Regions from separate parts of the Mus musculus genome. Here region 2 is linked to region 1. A link is a contact called in public HiChIP or PLAC-seq data. All regions are on one chromosome and are shown on one strand. Each heading gives the region's core, a stretch centred on a gene start, on an enhancer-like site or on the middle of the called end of the contact. The rest is flanking DNA. Distances are from core to core; before and after follow the strand shown.

The links. HiChIP or PLAC-seq counts read pairs in DNA pulled down with a chosen protein or histone mark.
Region 2: an H3K27ac HiChIP or PLAC-seq map of neural progenitor cells shows a contact between it and region 1, with 5 times the contacts expected there. The contact joins the enhancer-like site here to the promoter of Slc6a11 in region 1. A contact is called at or near these places in 10 of 39 promoter capture datasets (cranial neural crest, embryonic stem cells, frontonasal cranial neural crest and 4 more), 3 of 484 Hi-C or Micro-C datasets (all in embryonic stem cells), 3 of 115 datasets of contacts at active chromatin or transcription factors (extraembryonic endoderm stem cells, forebrain and neural progenitor cells) and 1 of 9 other capture datasets (pancreatic islet).

What each region holds. Positions count from the first base shown.
Region 1 is chr6:114,128,944-114,135,011 of GRCm38.p6, forward strand. Slc6a11 (solute carrier family 6 (neurotransmitter transporter, GABA), member 11) reads left to right here and starts at 2,298. Exons shown (of 14, transcript NM_172890.3): 1 at 2,298-2,574; 2 at 5,656-5,790; 3 at 5,907-6,047. The coding sequence starts at 2,334.
Region 2 is chr6:114,213,362-114,219,381 of GRCm38.p6, forward strand. The region is part of intron 6 of Slc6a11 (solute carrier family 6 (neurotransmitter transporter, GABA), member 11); the gene reads left to right. Among named protein-coding and RNA genes, the nearest start is that of Gm52916, 51 kb to the left of the region's middle. Within about 2 kb of position 3,865, at least 24 of the 459 cell types and tissues checked have an H3K27ac peak or open chromatin away from gene starts, as enhancers often do. A contact at or near this core is called in forebrain, hippocampal neurons, neural progenitor cells and 1 more, where this site is marked.

The sequences.
Region 1 (6,068 bases), core at 1,048-3,547:
GAGTGCAACGTGGGCAGGAAAGGTTGTGTTTCATCTTACAGTTAGCTGTCCTTCACTGACGGAAGCTGGGCGGGAACTCAAGGTAGGAACCTGGAGGCAGGAACTGAAGCAGAAGCCACAGAGCTTACTGACTTACTCAGTCTGCTTTTCTTAGCTAACCCAGAACCACCAGCCCAGGGGTGGCACTGGTCAACAGTGAGCCAGACTGTCCCACCTCAATCATAAATGAAGAAAAGGTACCCACAGGGCATTCCTTCTACTGGAGATATCATCTCATCTGAAGTTCCCTCTTCCCAAATGACCTTGGCTTGTGTCCAATTGACAAAGATCGCAGCTGGCAGAGACTAGGCATGAAGTCAGACCTTCCCCTGAGCTTTCTAATACCTGGACCTGGTGTAGGAACCATCAGTATTTAGTTCAGTGGTTGGAGGCTGGGAAAAAGCAGATCAGAACAAGCAATCAGGACTGTGGGGGACAGGAGGTGGTGGCATAAAAATCACAAGAGTGGGAACTGCAGGGAGAGGGGAAGGTACACGAATCCACAGAGGGCTCAGGCAGGCTGTGGGTAGAGAAGCCCAAGAACCAGGATTTGCTGCCTAGTCCTCCAAGACTAATTCAACACTCCACTTACTTCTTTAAGAAATGTGAGCTTGGAAGAAGGGCATCTAGGTTGTGTCTAAGGGTCACAGGGCAGGGACCCAGGAGCCCTGGGACCAGAGGGACCCAGGCAACCCAAGGAGTCTGCTCCAGGGCTATGTAAGAAGCATGGACCTGCCCACACCCACCGTGACATCAGCCTCTCCTTCCTCCATCTGTCGGTCAGTCAGCTTTTCAGTGCGGCAGCACATAGCTCCGAGAAGCAGTGTACAGTGTGGATCTGGCACTGCCTCCTAGAGGCCCTGAGTTTGGACTCAGGCAGAAGTGTGTCATGGGACAGTGAAGGCTTACCTCAGGATGGCAGAAGAGACCAACCTGAGGATGGTGGGCTCCCATATTCCTGGCCAACCCATGCCCGCAATAACCTGAAGACCCTCCTTTAAGGCTCTGCCTCTTAAAGTTTCCTCCACCAGGGGCACCACAGGTAGGGCCAGCTGTCAACTCACAAGTGTCATCCGACCCAAAACAACTCCTTCTCTACCTATACCCCTGACTCTATCTCTATCCATACCCTTGACTTCAGCTCGGTCCTGGGCATGAAATCCAAGGCTCGACACATCATCAGCAAGGACTTTTTACTTAGCTATATCCTTGACCTTATTATCTACAAATACTTTCTAAGTACATGTTATATAGCATATTTCGCCAAGTTCTCTGCCATTATTGTAGGACATTGTATGCTGTTTGTACAACCGAGAGGAGGGACGTATTGAGCCAGACGTGGACATGCATGTCTGCATACTGCATGGTGCATGGTCATTGACTGTCTCTACTGTAGGAAGACTGTTTATCAGCATCTTGTCATTTATCCTTTCACCCAAACAAAACAATAAGCAAGCAGTACAAACCTAAGAAGGTGATATTGGAAGCATCTTTTGCAGAACAGCAAACTGAGAAACTGCAGTCTCAGGAGCCTGGCCAAAGTCACACAGCTCACGTAGGTGAAGCAGGATACTCAGCTTAGACTTGCCTGCTCCTGCCGCTGGATGTCCGTACTCAATGCCACACTGTTGAGACTCATATGTGTGTAGAGTGGGGCCACGAGGGGGAGGGGGGAATGAGACCTCCAGGGTAGAGGGTACTGGGCATGGGGTTGGGGCTACAGCTCAGCTACCATCACCAGGGAGCTTCAAAAGGACTTTGCATCTCATGCCCCGGCCGTATTCTCACCAGGCCCCTGCAACTGAACCCTACACACACAACTGTTCGCCCTTCAAAAGTTAGAGCTGCCCATCTACCTCTGAGTAGAGATGGGAAAACTGAGGCCCAAGCTTTGAAAGGTCACAGAGAGGGGATAGAAGTTCAGGTGCAGCACTCATAGCCCACTTGGGCCTGGATAACAACTCTGCTGTTACCTGCACTCAGAAGCCAGCGAGTCAGGCTGCAGGGCAAACCCTGTGCCCTGAGTTAGCCAGGTGGGCGCAAGGTCAAGGTATTAAGGGAGGCGCTGGGCGCACAAGGTCAAGTCACTGGACTTGCAGCGCCCCTACCATCCCGGGATTCAAGCGGGCAGGAGGTGGCCTGGGCATCGTGTCCCCGTCCCGTGCGGTCCGACCCGGGCGGCTCCCTCGGCTCCACCCCCGGCTCCCCCGCCCGCCGCTCGAGCCTCTCAAAAGCCCGGGCGCCCGGGGCGGCGGCGCAGAGCCGGGGCCGGCGCACGAGGCGGCAGGGCGGCCATGACTGCGGAGCAAGCGCTGCCCCTGGGCAACGGGAAAGCGGCCGAGGAGGCGCGGGGGTCCGAGACGCTGGGCGGCGGCGGCGGGGGCGCGGCGGGGACGCGCGAGGCGCGCGACAAGGCTGTCCACGAGCGCGGCCACTGGAACAACAAGGTGGAGTTCGTGTTGAGCGTAGCTGGAGAGATCATCGGACTGGGCAACGTGTGGCGCTTTCCCTACCTGTGCTACAAAAACGGCGGAGGTGAGCGCGGCGGGGATGGCGGGGACGCGGGGCGACACCTGGGGTGGGGTGACACCTCTCGTGCATGGCCCCGATCCCCCCTCCCAGTCCCCAGGAGCTGTGGGACTGCACGGGGCCCACCTGTTTCTCTGCGCCTGCGTGCACAGAGCCCGCTTCGCACCTGAGCGCACCACCATCTGCCACCTGCCACCGGGCCCAGAGCAGCGTCTGTCACCTGCGTGAGGGACAGACCTGGCCCAGGAGCTCTGCTTTCAGGCCACTCTCACTGGTATTTTAGGCAGAAACCTGTTATTTAGCCTCGGATGTTCCCTGTCCTCACAGGAAGAGACTGATCTGAGCAATCTTTTAGAGAGGTCGCCGAAGTGCCAGGAATAGGGGCCCAGCGTTAGCCATGTCTTGTAAATTTTTAAATCGTCTCACAGTCAGTCACCTTGGAAGGGAATGCTGTTATGGATCTCAACGACGATGGTACTAAGCATCTAAGAAACTCTCTGTTTTACTACTGCTGAGAGTGAGATTCAGACTCTAAAAGCTTTCTGTGCAGGATCAGGCTGACCCCCGGGGGAGAACTTTTGGACGGCCATTTGCCACTTGCTCCCCTCTGTAGTAGGCCCTTTCTAGGGAAAGTATTTTAGGCCTCTCTGGAGGAAAAACTGGCACCAAGCAGTTTCTTTTACTGGGCTCAGACTCACCCACAACAACTGCAACCACGCTGATGTGTGTGAGACGGGGAAGACCAGCATCCCTTCCAACGACAGCATCACAGAGTGCCATTAGGAAGAAATGAAGCTGTGGTCCCCATCTCAGAGTGGTACCCAACACCCCCACATCCCCCTCAAACTTCCACACCCTTCCTATCACAGTAGGATGGCAGAGTGGCGAGGGGTCCCATTAAAGCCTGTGGTGGCACAGTTCCTCTCAGAAAAGACCTGTGTTGGCGTTTTTTCTCCTCCCTGTCCTACCCCTAATCTTCAAGAAAAAAATCTCAAACCCTAAAAAGGTGATAGAGAAGTTGGTTGGCAGGGACAGTGCAGGGCTTCCTGTACAAACAGCTAAGGGGCCTGCGAACCACACTGCCTGGCTCAGGCCCTTTCTTTGGGGACATTCACCCTGAAGGCACAGGCTGCTCCAGGCCTGTCCTGCACTGGTAATGAAGTGGCCAGTGGTGTCCGTGGCTTGGCAAGGGGAGACAGCTGGCTGCAGACTTGAAGACCCAAAATGCACCCTGTGCCCTCAGGCAGGCCCTGCCTCACTGTGCAGACGGAGCCTTCAGAAGCTACCATGTGTGCTTAGGAAAAGCTGTACCTTTAGGATAGTTTGGGGCAGAAACTATTTTAACATCTTTATTCATCTGGGAAATGTTAGGCCTAAATAAGACGCATTTGGCAAAAGTAGAAAATGGAGATAAATTGGGTAAATCAGAAGCCTTGTTACAAATTGTTTTTAAGGTTGTAGTGTGTAAAGTTGAAACGTGACTCATTGTTGGTTGTTTGCTCTTTGATTTGCCAAAAGCCTCCATCGATGCAGACACCCCCGGCATGGTCAAGTTAGTTATTTTAAGAATTACAGTACTAGCTTTGTGGGTACACCGGCCAGCTGGCATTCCCACCAGCGTCATCTGTTGGATTCTCGGAGGCTCAAAGGTGAATTACAAGCTCTTAAGGGAACCACTTCAGCTTTTTAATCAAATAGATTTGGAGTCAGGCCTCAGACGCCTTTTACTCTGTCATATAAGTTTCTGCCTTCAATCTAGCTGGGCTGTGGGTTCCTCTAAAAATAACATGTCCGCAGGCTGGACTGGAAGATTCTCACAATAATTGAAAGTACCAGGGTACAATCTTAAATTAGTTCCCTGCTCAGAAAAAGATTTAAGACCCTTTCAAAGCCTAGTAGCTAAGTCCACACTATCTGGATTCATCAAGGTTTGTTGCTGTTAATCCTGTGGGCAAAGAGGCTTCATTTAGCAAAAGCAATTTCAGGTAAAGCCTGCATTCGTAACATCAGATGGAGAATGCTGGGTTCTCATGCTTTGTTATTAGATGAGAGAAAGAAAGTGAGGGATTTGGAGGTGGGGGGCTTCCCCATCTGTGGCTAGGGGCAGGGCCAACTTCATTTCATTTATTTTGTAGAAAGGCCCGGGGCCGTGGGTATTGTGTTTACGGCAGTCCTTACCCAGGCTGAGGCTAAGTCAGCTTTGAAGGGGGGTTCTTGCTACAAATTTCTTAGGGCCCAGATCCATACCTGGGTCATATGTGCAGAGACATTTAACCCTTTGAAGCCTGGTGCTTCTCATTAAATGATTCTCTGAAAAAAAATTTTTTTTCCTTCACTCGCCCCCTTGAGATTAGTTTGCGACTGAGAAGGGAATTAGTCTGAGCTGGAAGGTGGGTTGGGGGCTGCTGAGGTGGCTCAGCTGGTACAGTGCTTTCTCTTCAGGCGTGAAGGTTGGATTTGAACCCTCAGCAGCCACATAAAAAGCCATGTGTGGTAGTACACACCTGCCATTTTAGCACCAGGGAGGTGGAGACATGAGGGCACCTGGAGCTCACTGGTTAGCCAGTCTTAATGAATCAGTGAAGCCCTGGTTCATTGTGAGAGCCTGTACCAAACATGAGGTCAAGGTTATAGAGGAAGATATTGACCTCTGGTCTCTATATACATGTGCATACATGTGTACACACTCACAGAAAGTAAATCTATCACTCTTTCTCTTGCACACGGCACACACACACACACACACACACACACACACACACCAAATTAATCAACAATATACTTTTTTCCAAATATTCTTATTTTAGTCACACAGCCATCAAGATCAATGGCATTGCTTATTAAAACTCATTTTATAGCTGGAGAAGTTGAGGCCCAGAGATAGGAGGGCCAATTGCTTAAGGTAAAAGGTGGCAGAGGGCACAAAACCCCCTCCCTTGTTTTCTGGCTCTGGCCTTTCCAGCCAAATTGGAATTCCAGCTGAAAGAGGGCCGTGTGCTGCCCTGGGGTAGATGCCCACGGAGTAGGACTGGTGCTGGTGGAGAAGAGCGGGGGCAGTTTCCATACCACCCCTCTGCACTCTCACAGGGGCATTCCTGATTCCTTACGTGGTGTTTTTCATCTGCTGCGGAATCCCCGTCTTCTTCCTGGAAACGGCTCTGGGGCAGTTCACGAGCGAGGGTGGCATCACGTGCTGGAGGAGGGTCTGCCCTTTATTTGAAGGTAAGCGTTGATTTCATGGGCAAAGCAGCACCTCATTGGTGCCAAGTTGCCAGGAGCTGCCAAGGCTGTTTCAAAGGACAGAGGCCCCAGCCACTCTTTTTCGTTGCTCCTCACAGGCATTGGCTATGCAACACAGGTGATCGAGGCACACCTCAATGTCTACTACATCATCATCCTGGCGTGGGCCATCTTCTACCTAAGCAATTGCTTCACCACCGAGCTCCCCTGGGCCACCTGTGGGCACGAGTGGAACACAGGTATGGTCTCCAGGCTGAGCC
Region 2 (6,020 bases), core at 2,615-5,114, 86 kb after region 1:
GCCTCTTCATCCCTTTGTGTGCCCCATAAACTGTCATGTCAGTCAAACTCCCAGGTACACAGAACTTTTGAAAGCCATCTCCTCTTCTTTTCATATGAGCTGAGGCCAGACTGTGTGAACAGGTAGAAAGGTGACCTTCCAGGATGTCAAGGGTTCCGAGAGTTGAAAGAGAACTATGAGAGGATGTGGGTGGATCACTGGAGGCCAGGCCTCAAGATCCATGGGAACACTGAGTTTTTGGGAAGCAGAGGCTGGGGACAGATGTGTAGCCTGCTTGGGGACTCTAAACCCTGCCCTGGGTTGAGATGGCAGCGATTCCCTGGATGGTTACAGATCTCAGAGAGGGCACCAAAGGACAAGAACAGTCTCACTTCTGTATGGAATTTGAAGAGGTCAGAGGGATAGAAGGCAGGAGTCCTCAGGTTGAACCATTCTTGGTCAATAAACCAAACTGCATCCTTGCTGAGCCTGAAGAGCCTCACTCACCCATTGTTCTCTCCTAAATGACACACAACAGTTCATCCGTGGGTTCAGGCAGGTTAGGTTTTGCCAGTCACTGACAGACAAGATAATGTGCAGGAGGTATGCAGAGGTTGACACAAATACTTCACTACTTTATTTAAGGGCTGAGCCTTCTAGCATTTTGGTAGAGGGCTAAGTCCTGGTACCAGTTCCCAGTAAAATCCAAAAGATGGCATATTTAAAAATCACTGAGAGAGTCGATTAAATGTTCTCCCCTCACACTGCATACTGTGAGAGAATGTGTGTGTTAATTAGTTTGATCTGGCCATTCGCACTCCCAAGAGCACCTGCTGCCTGAGAGACCTGGCTTCAGGGAGAGCCAGAGACTCTGAGGAAAGCCTTAGAGGCTAACTCTGGGATGCATCTACTGCCCTTAGAAGAAGAGATGTTGACTCCCAAGAGAGCTGGGCAGGGGTGACTGTTGGGGGTGGGGGAGTTCCAAACCAGAAGGAGGAAGCCAGGCCTGCTTTACAGGTTGAAGTCTCCACAATCAGGGCCGGGGTGGGAACAGGGAGTTAGAAGTTAGGAGCAGCTCCCTGCAGGACTGAGAGCACACTTTCCTCTGCTTCCTCAGCTCAAGATCACGCACAGCCCTTCACCCTTCAAAAATCCCTTTTAGACACACATAGCCATGACCTTTTCTGGCCTCTTAGTGTTTCCTGTGAGCTCTTTGCATGAGCACTGCCATGAACTGCCAGGGCAGCCTGCCAGTTCCCAGCTGTACCATCGCCCGCAGAGACACTGTGGCTTCAACCTCTCCAAGGTCACCCATCCTAACTGACCTCCAGGTCTGCTGCTTGTCTAAGTTCCTTTCCCCTTGCGCACCTGCTAGGTTGCAGGCTCCTGAGCAGAGGATCTTGGGGTTCTGACTACTTCTGAATGCACATATCTGGCAGCTATATAGATAATGGTCAGAAAATATGACCGAGAAAGAGTCTCTGCAATAGTTCTGGCTTCTCAGCTGCAGAAAAAGCTCAGACGTCTGCCCAGACTTAAGTGCAGTTCAGAGCGCTGTAAGCACCTACGTTCTCCTTATCCCCAGCCACAGGGGACTCATTCCAGGATAGACTCTCAGCCAGGGAGGAAACTCATTGACTCCTGTGACTATTGGGAGTCCCCAGACAACATGCCTCTCTAGGAGGCTCCTTGGGGACTTGAGTGTGTTCCCACACAGCATCAGGCATCTGATCATCACAGAATTGAGTAATCTCTTCCTGCAGCCTCCCTGTGAGTCCCACAGGCACATTCCTGCTTGGAAACTTTGAATAACTTCCAACCAAATATGCATTGATAAATTGGTACCTGCGCCATGGACTCTGGAGGGGTGAGGGTTGGGGGTCAGGAATGCCCCTCATCCCTCACTTAGACATTTGTCTGGAAGTGCCCCTCCTAGGCAACTTCAGTCCCACCCTAGCTTTCTCAGCCTAGGATTTTGTTTGCATCTTTGCCATCTTGTTCCCTTCTAGCCTCCCGGGCCAATGCATGCACCAGTGACCTACTAAACATGTATATTTCTGTGAGTATACTATGGGCTTCTGCATGGGACTTCTGCAACGGGCTCAACTCATCCTGAAATCTAGCTATTTCTTCCTTGCCTGAAATGTCAGAGATGGACAGTCATCTCCCAGGTTTTACTCAATGGCCAACTCTGGCTGGTGGCAGGCCCTTTTCACCATAGCAGGACTGAGGACTGAAGAATGATTGATTAGTAATGCCTGACCTGGGCAGCAGTGAGAATGGGGTAGGCGTGTCACATAGTGGACATCGCCATTGTTGTCTGGTTTCTGCATTTTATATAATAGGAAACCAAAGCTAAGAGGAAAAGAAGGGGCTTTAGGGGGATGCTCGTGAACTTCAGGGACTATCTGCCAAGGAACTCGGGTCCCCTTCCCTTTCAGTCCAACAGGTTCCTCACCTGGCCTGATACTTAGGATTCTGCGTGGACCTTGCAGGTTAAGTTCCTGTGTGCTGAGTCTCGAGCAGATGCGGTCTCTGTTCTTGAGATTTTGCCAGGCATGGCACAAAGGGCTGGGCGCTCTCATGGAACCCCGTCTTTGCTAAGGCAGACAGATGATGCTCAGGGAACTTAATGGTGCTGGAAGATCTCTGTTCTGTGTGGAGGCAGACATAGTAAAGTGAGCAGTCTTTTACCCGACAGTTATATTCTCTCTCCTCCAACCCTAAGTTTACTTTTCTGTAAACTGGACCCCACACTGCCATGGCCCTCAGGGGACACAAAGCATCCCTGACTTTGAATCATTTCCACAGTTATTAGAGGAAAGAACGTGGCCATAGTGGGAGGGGCTGAGGCTTCATCCCAGGGCCAGCTTGGCTGACACAAGAGAGTATGCCAGCTTAGGGCTGGACTTGGGAGCTAGAGTTTGGCTTGGTCCAGGGCACACTGGCCTGGTGCTGTCTGTGGGTGAGGGCTACTGCTGCCAGACCAGACCCCTGCCAAAGCAAGGCTGGACCTCTCATCCAGGTCACTTTGAATGAGATGGGCCATCAGCTTGGTGTTCACAATGGTAAGGGGCACCTGTAGCTCTTAGTGGGAGTCAATGAGGCTTATGAGTGTCTGCCAAGTCCTGCATGTGGAATGTGCCATCTACAACACCAGGGATGATCTCCTGAAGAAGTCCCAATGGGGAAGATCTTGGTTTAACTGGATCTCTGAGCCCATGAACAGACCTTGGGGGAGGTCCAAGCTGAGAAGGGGGTCCTAGTTCTGAACCTCCTCTGCTGAGCCCTTTCAAAATGGGGCTCAGTGCCTCATGTGATAAAACTGGGGCAGGTATGCATAGCCCCCAGGATTTTATTACATAAGACACCAAAGGTCACTGCTACATACTTGATACCACCAACCACCCACCCACTTCCTCTGTTTTCTGTGTCTCAGACGGAACCGCTCAGCATCCCGGGCAAAGGTCCAGCCACAGTGACCCCTGCTCACCACTGCACACACACGGGCCACCAGGATCAGCCTACACACCCAAACCATACACACACAGAGCCAGCCAGCGCCTGAGTACTCACAGCTCAGCCCTCCATCCCACTGACACTTTACTGGCAGGTCCAGGGGTGGCCAAAGCCAGCTGCCCAGGGAAGGGCTTGGCACCCACTCGAGAAGCAACAGAACATGTTTGCAGTGGGGCTTTCAAGCCAACATCCCCTGCCCCTTCCCACCACTACCATCCTGCCGGCCCAGCACATTAGCATTTAAATATATCCAAAGTCAGCTCCCCCAAACCCTCTTTCCCCCATAAAGCCACCGGGGAGGAGCATTTGAATCCTTCTCCTGGACTCCAGGCCCCTCATAATGGCCATACTGTATTCACTTGCTTCTGTATGTGGCATTAGCCGGGAGAAGGAGCGAGGGTGCCTAGCAACCCGGAGGAGGCTGAGAAAGAGGTGGGAAGGAAGCGGTTCTCATGTAATTATTCACTTCCACAAAAGCCGTTGTCAGGTACACACTGGAAACACAGCTGTTTCATTCTTCTTCTAACCTACTTTTAATCCTTTCAGAGGCCTTCCCAATAGAAAAGGTGGAAAGAAAGCCCTTGATTCAGCCCTTTCCTGCCAGGCTATATAGTTATGGTTTGGCTTCAGTTGAGGGCTCCACTTTAAAAAGTTGTGTGTATCTGTGTATCTGTATATGTGTCTGTCTGTCTGTCTGTCTGTCTGTCTGTCTGTCTGTCTGGAAATAAAATGTTCAAGAAAAGGCTGTGGGTCACCAAGCTCTGTCCTGGCCCCTGGCTCTGTAAGTCAAAGGCTGCTTGCACTGTTGGGTCTGGCAGTTTTTACTGGGCATCAGGGAGGCAGGGAGCCTAGGAAAAGAGAGACACTGGCTCTTCCCACCCATCACTGGTTCCTGCACTCATGGCCAGAGGAGCCAGGTGTATCTGTGCAGTGTTGATGTGTCTCAGAAACCGGAGATTGAGGTTGGATATTGGATATTGGAAAAGACCTGAGAGCTTGTTTCCTTGGCATAGTGGAAGAGCATCAATGTAAGGGGCAGGCGCCCAGTGCCCACTGCACCCTTTCATTTCATCTACTGCTGTTCATGAATGATGAACCCAAGGCCCAGAGAGATGAAGGAAATTACTTGGGGTCATACGGAAGGAGTGAGACCCCAACCTACCTCTGTCCACACACGCCTTTTGTTCTGTTCACAAATCCCTCTGAGGAGCAGAGTAAGGCATCTGACAGGAACTCCCCACCAACTTTTTTTTGCTGTTCATTTGTTTGTTTGTTTGGTTGGTTTATTGTTTGGTTGGTTTTGGGTTGTTTTGTTGTTATTGGGTTTTTTGTGGGGAGGGTTGGTTGGTTTTGTTGTTGTTTTGTTTTTTACTTATTTACTTTATATCCCATTCACTGTCCCCCTCCCAGGCACCTCTTCCACTATCCTTCCCCTATCACCCCTTCCCTTCTCCACTAGTGTGTGGAGACACCCTGGGTATCTCCCACCCTGGCACTTCAAATCTCTGTGAGGCTGGGTGTTTCCTCTCCCACTGAGGCCAGACAAGGCAGCCCAGCTAGAAGAACATACCCCACATACAGGCAACAGCTTTTGGGATAGGCCCCACTCCAGTGGCTCTGATACCACTGGTGGGAGCCACTGTGGTAACCAGGGTTACTGTCAGCACACACCTGTTCTTACCAATGGCTTCATAAGCCCACTGTGGGACACAGCCATTGGTGCTGACCAACAGTGGACTCTTTGCAGACCTGGAGGCACATTCTGGCTGGGATTTCTCTGTGGTGATTCATCCTACCTCGGATGCTTTCAAAGAGCATACCTCTTCCACTCACTCTTGGCTGCCTCACCTGCCCTTCGCTGCCAAATAAATGTTGTATCTTTGTCTCTACTGGGGGAAGCCTTGTGAATTGTGTACCTACTGAGTTCCTTATTCTCAGAGATCAGCCAGTGTATCCATATTACAGGGGAGGAGATAAAACAAGAGTCCTCACTTCAACCCATCTCTCTCTGCTCTGGGTGTTAGGACAGGGGCTGTCTTGTAGAAGAATGAGGGTCACTAGTCCCATTGGCTCATCTAACACTGTGAGTAGGCTGCTGAGACCCCTGTGGGCGCCACTCCAGGCTCTCCAGGCATGAACCCTGATTCTATCCTTTGTGTGAGACAAACAGAAAGAAGTAGTCCCTACCTGCTCACAATGTCCTGTCCCACCCCCCAAATACCCTGGGTCAATCACCTATATCTTAGCAGTACTGAAAAGACACACAGCTTTTGTCTCTACATGTGGATAAAATTAGACGTTCTCCAAGTAAGCTTGGGGTCAGTGCTTATGGGGAAAGGGTGAGCCAAGGGCCACATCTCTAAACTTGGTATGGATGCCAGCTCCAGAGTGGGTACAAGACTCAGTGCAACCGTGTGAACTGTAGCATGCGATCCCTGCTGACTGGGTCACCCATTGTGGCAGCATAGCCTCTACGTATTGAGAAGGAATTTGTCCTCAGGCCTAAAGCTGTTCTTGTTGAA